Regions from separate parts of the Danio rerio genome. Here regions 1 and 2 are each linked to region 3. The links are chromatin contacts, called in public HiChIP or PLAC-seq maps. All regions are on one chromosome and are shown on one strand. Each heading gives the region's core, a stretch centred on a gene start, on an enhancer-like site or on the middle of the called end of the contact. The rest is flanking DNA. Distances are from core to core; before and after follow the strand shown.

Evidence for each region. HiChIP or PLAC-seq counts read pairs in DNA pulled down with a chosen protein or histone mark.
Region 1: a contact with region 3 is called in an H3K4me3 HiChIP or PLAC-seq map of gastrula embryo, with 6 times the contacts expected there. The contact joins the promoter of atp6v1aa here to the promoter of tia1l in region 3. A contact is called at or near these places in 2 of 18 Hi-C or Micro-C datasets (hematopoietic stem cells and an unstated tissue) and 2 of 4 datasets of contacts at active chromatin or transcription factors (embryo and gastrula embryo).
Region 2: a contact with region 3 is called in an H3K4me3 HiChIP or PLAC-seq map of gastrula embryo, with 2.9 times the contacts expected there. The contact joins the promoter of si:ch211-114c12.2 here to the promoter of tia1l in region 3. A contact is called at or near these places in 2 of 4 datasets of contacts at active chromatin or transcription factors (embryo and gastrula embryo).

What each region holds. Positions count from the first base shown.
Region 1 is chr5:24,901,708-24,904,643 of GRCz12tu, reverse strand. atp6v1aa (ATPase H+ transporting V1 subunit Aa) reads right to left here and starts at 1,544. Exons shown (of 15, transcript NM_201135.2): 1 at 1,496-1,544; 2 at 857-955; 3 at 551-679; 4 at 1-108. The coding sequence starts at 938. phf23a (PHD finger protein 23a) reads left to right here and starts at 2,025. Exons shown (of 5, transcript NM_001013499.1): 1 at 2,025-2,564. The coding sequence starts at 2,537.
Region 2 is chr5:24,784,038-24,786,801 of GRCz12tu, reverse strand. si:ch211-114c12.2 reads right to left here and starts at 1,374. Exons shown (of 10, transcript NM_001002300.1): 1 at 1,150-1,374; 2 at 174-235; 3 at 1-86. The coding sequence starts at 214.
Region 3 is chr5:25,173,966-25,176,873 of GRCz12tu, reverse strand. tia1l (cytotoxic granule-associated RNA binding protein 1, like) reads left to right here and starts at 1,605. Exons shown (of 11, transcript NM_200182.2): 1 at 1,605-1,756; 2 at 2,462-2,558. The coding sequence starts at 1,725.

The DNA.
Region 1 (2,936 bases), core at 295-2,794, 270 kb after region 3:
TGAGGGGGCGCTGAATACCGTCAAAGATAGAGCCCATAATTCCAGGTCCCAGCTCTACAGAGAGGGGCTTTCCTGTGCGGAGCACTGGATCTCCCACACAAACTCCAGCTGTGTTACTTTGGTTCAGGAAAACAAACAATGCAAAGTAGACAAACACACACAAAACCAATTCTGCAACAGCATTATAATCCTGTAACAGTGTGAGATAATAATACCATGGTAATACGCCTTATATTACTGTGAATGATACTACTGAACACTATGTGACATGTTGACAATGGGTTTATTTATTTTGCCAACAATATTATTTTGACAACAAAAGAATATGATTTGATGTGCGGGAGCAAGTTTACAGCAAGTTTGTTTATTGTTCAACACCATGGCGGAACCCATACCTGGGTTATTGAGACTTAAAACAGGATCTAAATGATAAATACCTGTTGTTTTTTTTCTCCTCTAATTATGCAAACATTTTATTTGGATTTACTATATTTAAAACTTTTAGGGGGTTCTCAGTGTAAACAAATCCCAGATTAATAGTAAAGGATACAAGTCTCCTCATACACCTGGATGGTTGCCATATCTCCTTCCAATCGGATAATCTCTCCCACCAGCTCACTGTGGCCGACACGAACCAGTTCATACATAGCTGCACCTGCCATGCTGGAGGCCGTCACCACTGTATTGAATAGAGACATAGACTGTAACCTGCCCATCACATGACTTCTCTTTTTTACAGTAGATGACTGAATTACTTGTGAGATAAACACCGAGCAGTAAGCTAATCTGTAACAAACTGACTTCATATATTTGGCAGTGGTGAATGTTTATTTTATTGTATTTTATTTTTTTTTACCGGGGCCTGAGACTCCATGAACATATCCAAACTGACTCTCGCGTTCCTCATCTCGGATCTTAGGCAGCTTGGAAAAATCCATCTTGTGTGTTAGAAAACCTAAATGACAGATTCAAGACACAGATGTGGTAAAAAAAGATAAATATCTTTAAGTATTTCAAAAATAAAAACAACATGACAAGATTCATTTTATAATTTCAACAGAAACACAATCTAAACATGTTTTGTTCAACTGTAAAGAAATATATTTGAAGGGAATTTAAAGTAAATATCTCAATTACCACTGACAAGTAGCCTATAACGACAACCCAGAAAAACAGTTAATAAACAGCAGAGCCACTATGGCCGACCGGGTTCGGATTAACACTAGATTCTTGCTGTAACGACTGAATATCAAATTTAAAATGTTAGGAATTTAGATAACTGTACTAAACGCACAACCGCTATTAACTATTGAATGAGAAAATCTAGCAGACTGTCGTGAGGAACCATGAATGTCAGGTGACAGATGGCTGCTAGCAAAGCCTCTGATCAGCAAATGAGCACAATTCGCCTGCGTAGAAAATGAGATGGGAGCAAACCGAAAGAGATGACAATAAACAAAATAAGAGTAACAAATAATGAAAAGATTGATCTTACTGTACTAGCATGAAGCGAACACCAATCCGTGGAATACCCTACCAAGCAGTAGATCGAGGAAAAAAACTGTCACGACATAGATCAGCTGACTTGCCAGGATTAAGGAAGTTCGTTTACACACTGCAACGGAAAGTGCGCCATTATGGCTCTCCTAGAGGATGTTTTCGTGGAAAGACATTGCGCGTGTGATCCAAAATGGCGTCCATAAAGCCACAGTTTCCTTATTTCCTGTGCTCTTCGCGTGAAAGCAAGGACGTAACCAAGTTACCGAACATCATATCTGGACATTAACACAACATGGGCACAAGCATTTCACCACTGTAGAGAATCACATACGAATGAAGCAGTGCGTTTAGCAGTTTGGCAGTTCTTTTTTCCAGATCTTATGCATATTCATTACGCTATTATCAATATACATTACGCAAAAAGTCTGGCGCTCTTTGCGTGGTTGCGTCACAGGGTGATTCCTGTTGAGACCGCGCGTAACCCAGACGTTCAAGACTTTGTTGAATGCAGTTGCAAAAAGCTCGTTCCTGTTTTTTTCAACATTTGGAATTTAATACTCGATTTAGTGTCTTTGCCGTGTTTTCTTTGCGTTCGTGGATGCAGTCAACGTGTCATCGCTCTTGGAAATCTAAAGCCACCAGCTTAAAATCGTTTGTAATCATCGAGGACCGAAGATAAGTCACCACCACCATCATCATCATCATCGTCGTCGACGTCCATAATTGAAATCTCTGCGAAATAATACACCGTTCGGTTTATTTTTTGGCTGAATCTCCATATTATCGTCGAAATATAGTCTCCTTTGCTTGGTTTTCACCGTTGGACGAGACGACCCCGCTGAGCATATGGCAAATCACCCTTCGGTACTGCAGTAACGTTAACGTAACTTTATTTTTCGCTCGTTGAATTCAAAAACAACTGAAGTTACATCCTTTTTCCCCAACTGAAAGACATTTTGCCTACTAAAGTGACACTGTAAGGTCATTACCAAGAGCCAACACTAAGAAGAGCCCAACTTTGTGGTACCACCCCACCATGTTGGGCATTATGGATCATCATCAAGGTAAATGCTTTGATTGTTGTCATATTCATCAATCTAGTTTTGTTTCATTGGAGCCTATCACGTTAATAATTAAAGTTTTACACAAGCCTCGTGTAACACACCTATTTAACAAAGAGCTTCTGAATGGATTAACTACTCCTGCTTGCAGCGACATATCCTCTTAGGTTAAGTATAAGTTACTTGGCAAGACTTCTGTACTATCTCCAGATACATAACATGTAATTTTGTAAGCATATTTGAAATGCTCGGACACTAATTCGCCTCCTTGTTTTGCTGACTAGACGAGGATTCATCTGCTCTTCGTTAGCTTTTAGCATAAGCAGCTTCTCTTCGGATATTTCTATGTTTACTCGAACAAATGAGCCCTCGGTA
Region 2 (2,764 bases), core at 125-2,624, 390 kb after region 3:
GAGGCCCTCTGAAACCTCTTTGGCTTCTTGAAGGGGGGCCATATCGCCCTTCATGATTCATGCTATTGTAGTTGTCTGAGAAAGGCCTGTATGAGAATAAACAACATTTTAGTCTCACTTATAATGATAAACTTAGTTCAATCAGAATTAAATATTACATATCTAAATCAAACCTGTGTTTGGAACGAGGAGATCCTGATTGTGGTCTCACCATTTTTTCAGTTTTATCACCTATCTTCAAGTGAAATAAAAGACATTAAATATTAATCTTCCAGTTAAGGTAATGCAACATGCCTCACGTACAAAAAACAATAAAAATATAAATAATTGCGAAAAAATAAGAAATATTGACTTAAGGTTGTAGTATCTGAAAATAAAACAAAAAATTATAACACAAAGAAGTTCTTATAATTAATAACCAATAATACTTCACATAATTTTAAGTCCATACAAACAAATCCAAGCAATCAATCTTAACGTGTCAGTGCTTTGAAAATGTAACAAAAGTTAAAACGTTTCATGCTCCTCGGAGAGTGTGTGTGCTATTTAAAACGTTTGAGGACATGTAACGTTACCGTTTCTACAATGCATTTCAACCCCTTTTAAACAAACAATACAGTACGACACTGCAGGAAGTCGATACAAATAAAATCACTGAATGCGTTTGCCAGAGACGTGGTGGTTGGATGAAACAAACTAACATGCAAGTTTTAGTAGTTTTCCACGACCTTAATTAAATCATGTTAAAAGTCAAAAGTTGAACCGAGCTCGACGACACCACATTCCTGGCCTAATGTTACATGAACGCGTGTCTGGGCCGACAAGGCCGTGAGTCACATCCAAAATGCTAACTCGAAACAAATGTACCAGCACGACGTTTCACTAGTAACATTACACAGATAATGCAACAACACTTCTAAGACAATAGAAACAACATTAGCGGTACGTGTAAATGTAAAAACACATCGAACAAAACAACACTCCTTCGTTTATCGCGCTAATGCGAAACTACGACAAAGCGAAACCATTTTCACTACAGTGCTATGCAACAATATCAGTTATGCTAATAATTCGTTTAATCTTTTCACTGTTAAAGGTCTACGTTACTAAAATCCGACAAAGTTGACTGGCTGTGTTGTTTTGACATACCCGATGTAGCGCGATACTGAAAACAGATAGGCCGTGATAGCAAACAAACGTCTTCTGTTAAGCGTCGGTCCACATCTGACCAAAATAGAACCGTAAACGTTTCCAAAAAACAAACACTCCGTCGCTTTCGTCGTCACATCTAGGTTTCTCCGTCGAAAAAAACGAGTGGTCTCCGTGAAATTACATTCACACCGACTGAACAGCTGCAGCCGTGACGTCACCTGAATGGGGCGCGTTCACGACCAGACTGGGACAGGAACTGACTAGGATAGGATTATTATCGAATCCGCCCATATCGTTGCTTTGTTAGTATGTTATAATATTTTTAGCACGTATATTTAACAGTGTTAATCATTAATTCAGTATTAGATACTGGTTTGGGTAAAATGCATAAATCATATACAAAAATTATAAATTCTCAAAATAGACTGGGAATTAAAAATAGGCCTAACGTTACCAACATTTGCCCAGTGCTAAAACCTCAGCTGTTGTACCGTTTGTCTCTCTCTCTCTCTCCCTTTGTTACTCCAGACTATTACATAACTTGGTTTAAATAAGATAGCATGGACACTTTTAATTACGTTCACTTGTCCTATGCCTAGAAGTTGGTATTTGACTACACTGACTTCATTGCACTGAAGATATACTTTTCAAGTGATTGGAATAATGTGAATTGACAACATTAAAATACAAATTAGCATTCTTTTGTTCCTGCACAGCATTATATATAGGGGGTTTGTCAGGCACGTGCACACATAGGGCTCAACCTGTGAAGTGCACATGCCCTTTTTAGTCTTGGATAGAAAGTGCCCTTCCAAAGAGATCTGAAGTGCCCTAGCGCCCCCCAACCTTTACCCCCAATCTAATTTTCCCACCTTTAGCTGTTTCTGGGTCCTGCTGAACCCTATTTAAAAAAAAAAAAACATGATATGGAAGTCACTAGGGACCAGTCCAGCACAATTTCCAAAGTGTGTTTTTTATCTTATCTAATTTACACAGGTTTGTTGAGAGGCAGATCTATATCAGACCCTTATCATCAAACATGGTTTTATTAGGTAACTAATTTACTTTTTAGATTTTATTTTCTGTGGACCCATAACCAGATTACAGATGATCAAAGTTAATGTTAATCTACTGACCTCTGCTGGTTCACCACATAATCTCTTATACAGTACGTCCTCTTTCTTACAGCAATGGGAATGTTTTTCTTATGTTGGTAAAAATAGACATGTTATAATTCTTACTAAAGCTTCAAAGTATACCCACACATCATACTCATACAGTATTATACTATAATAAATGAGAAATCAGATAACATTGACACTTTTAACTCACACTTTCCATCGCCATATGTTCCATTGAGAGATAGATATGAATCATAATAATAACCCTGTGATCTTTAGTGCTGAACAGCTCACATGACATTTGTTTACCTAAATACTGGAGTCCTGCGATACAATAAAGCTTCAGCTCATCAGGCTGCATTTTCAGACATTGTTATTTTGACTTTTCACCACCTTGTCTTTTTCCCCTCACTTTTTCCGTAAATGACATGAGCATGTAGTTAAAAGGATGAGTTGCTTGTGTAGTCAAAAAGAGATGTGTTTGCATACAG
Region 3 (2,908 bases), core at 356-2,855:
TATTTAACACTTGCAATTACAACGCCCCAACATCTACTTGTATGAATGGTACTTAAAAAATAAATAAATCAAGCACATCTGCACTTGTATATATTCTTGAAAGTATTGTGCTATGAACATACACAAGGGTTAATCAGACGAGGCAGCAAACGGGTAATCAAATTCTGTCACCCTCCTCTGTTTCTCAAAAAGTTCACGTTTGCCTTTCATTTGTGTCTTGTTTATACTGCAGAAAGCATATGGGCACATGTGGAGATACTGTTACATTCAAATCTGTTTCACACAGAAATCAAACTAAGAATGTATATGTACTGCAGTTTAATGTAGATCCTTATATATCATTTCACAATAAACACTGCAAATGCAAATGTTTTCATATGACTTTATGAAACTTTTATCTTTATTATTAATAAACAACTTTACGTTTATAATGGCATTCATGAATTCACATTATAAAATGGGAGTAAACTATAGAAAACAATATAGTATTTTAACCCTCTTTTACTAAATCATGTCTCTTATCAACTCAGCAAATTTCATTTTCATGTTTAGTTTACAAACACTGCAGTACTGGAAAGAATTAAGACAAATAAAGACTCTTTTACACACAGAAAAAAAAATGAATAATTTGTCCAGAATCAACACAACATTAATGAATAATTCTTAAAATTTTATCATCGAGCTATAGGACAACATCAGACTGCACTGATACCAATTACATCTACATTCAAAATATTATACGCTTTCAAAAGTGGTCTATGTTTATCTCTAAACAATGAAATAGGCTCTATATTGACATGTTCGAAACTAAACCAGTGTCTTTCTTGACAGCTATATGCATTGGGGAAAAAAAGGTTTCGTTAGGAGCCATTGGAAATTTGTTCATTTTCTCTTCAACTTTGTCCCTTTATTAAGTCGCCACAGCAGAATGAACCGCCAACTTATGCAGCATATGTTTTACGCAGTGGATGCCTTTCCAGCTGTAACCCATCACTGGGAAACATCCATACACTCTCATTCATACACATACACTACAGACAATTTTACTTACCCAATTCACCTATACATGATATACATATACATAATTTCACCCACATGTCTTTGGACTTTGGGGGAAACCCACACGAACACGGGGAGAACGTGCAAACTCCACACAGAAATGCCAAGTGACCCAGCCGATGCTCGAACCAGCAACCTTTATGTTACCCATTGCGCCACCGTGATGCCCACCATTGTAAAATGTTTACATAGATCGGAAAACAGAATTAATTCACATTGTGTGCAGGTGTCTTAAACCAGTAAAGTACAATTCGGATAAAAAGCTGTAGGATAACTTAGAATTAAAGCTCAGCGTTTTCGTGAGGTCATTGCCAATAAAGAGTTAAAATGGCAATGCTTTAAAGAACACAAATCAAGTTATAATGCAAAAGAGTCGAAAGAACCGATTCACTTAAAAATTTGGGAGCTGGTGTGTCGGGTTCAACCAGGGGTTCAACGTTTGATCTGATAGGGGGCAGTAGTCGATCTCTGCCGCCAAGAACAGTCAGGCGCTGAAGAGGAACTCTGGCAACGTCATTTGATGACGTTTCACGAGTAACGTCAGAGGAAGTTATTCCAGTAAATTCGCGTTAACTAACAAGTTAAAACCTTAGAGGCTATACCTATTCAAACGTTAAAAACAGGGCAGGTTTTAAACAAAGCGTCGACCTTTTCCCACCAGCACGATGATGATGGACGAGGACCAGCCGAGGACGTTGTAAGTGCTGCTGCAGTTTAGTCGGCCGCTTTACGAAGCCAAACTCGTGTTTAAACACGTTTGTTTAAGCGGCGCAGAGGTCGCAAGCACAGTACGCCAAACTTCACATAAGCAACTCGAGCACGAGCCCGTAAATGACTCTTTTTGTTATATGCGAAGTGCGATATGTGCGTCCATTTCAGTATCTACTGCACAAGCCGGTTAAACAACACCAAACTGGAGCAGCGGAACCGAGCCTAGCATGGGTGGCGGTGAAAAATACGGTGTTTGCCTCAACCCACTATTCATTTATCCGGTTATATCCACATGGGTGAACTAATCAGTTCGCATCCCGAATAACGTAGCTAACTTGCTACAGAGGCTTTAGCTACAAGTTCCGTTTGTAGCGCACGGTTTTCGTTACCCAAATAGCTAACTACTAACCGTAAAACACTTAAAATTCTACTGTTATATCCCTCTTAGGGCCCCTCTTATGCTTTCTGCTGTTGAAAGACTGTAATAAGTAAGACTATGTGTGTTTGTACGTGTATTTTCTGTCATGAAATAGCGTTGGAGCTGTTGAATTGTGTTAGCTGCTCGCTCTCTTGCGCTGAAAACGTGGCAGAAATGAAACCCCGCGGAATGCACTGCTGGCGTGAGGGATGGAAGAAAAACTCAACGCGGTGACCGTGTTTCTCAGTTTTCCCTGTGCTCTCCTGTTTTTAGGTATGTCGGGAACCTCTCCAGGGATGTTACGGAGGCCCTCATCCTGCAAGTGTTCTCTCAGATCGGCCCCTGCAAGAGCTGTAAAATGATCCTTGATGTGAGTTAAAAGAATATCCGAGATACAAGGATCCCACTGTCATTTAAAACCTGGATTCTTCTACAAATGGGGTTTCTCTGGGCTGCATAAATCCTGAAAACGAGGAGAACCTTAAACACTCACGCTTCTTACCATGTTCCTGGCTAACTTAGTGTCTGTGATTTTTATTTTTATAAATGTATAAAGTTAATTTATTTTAGGTTATAAAATGGTCTCATCAAAATGATTTTAAAACCAATTACATACTTTGATCACAAACTACATGGGATATTTACCCTAAATTAAATGTAAAGTAATTTTTATTTATTGCTTTGTTGTGTAATGTCATACTTTGGTAATCAATAAAATAT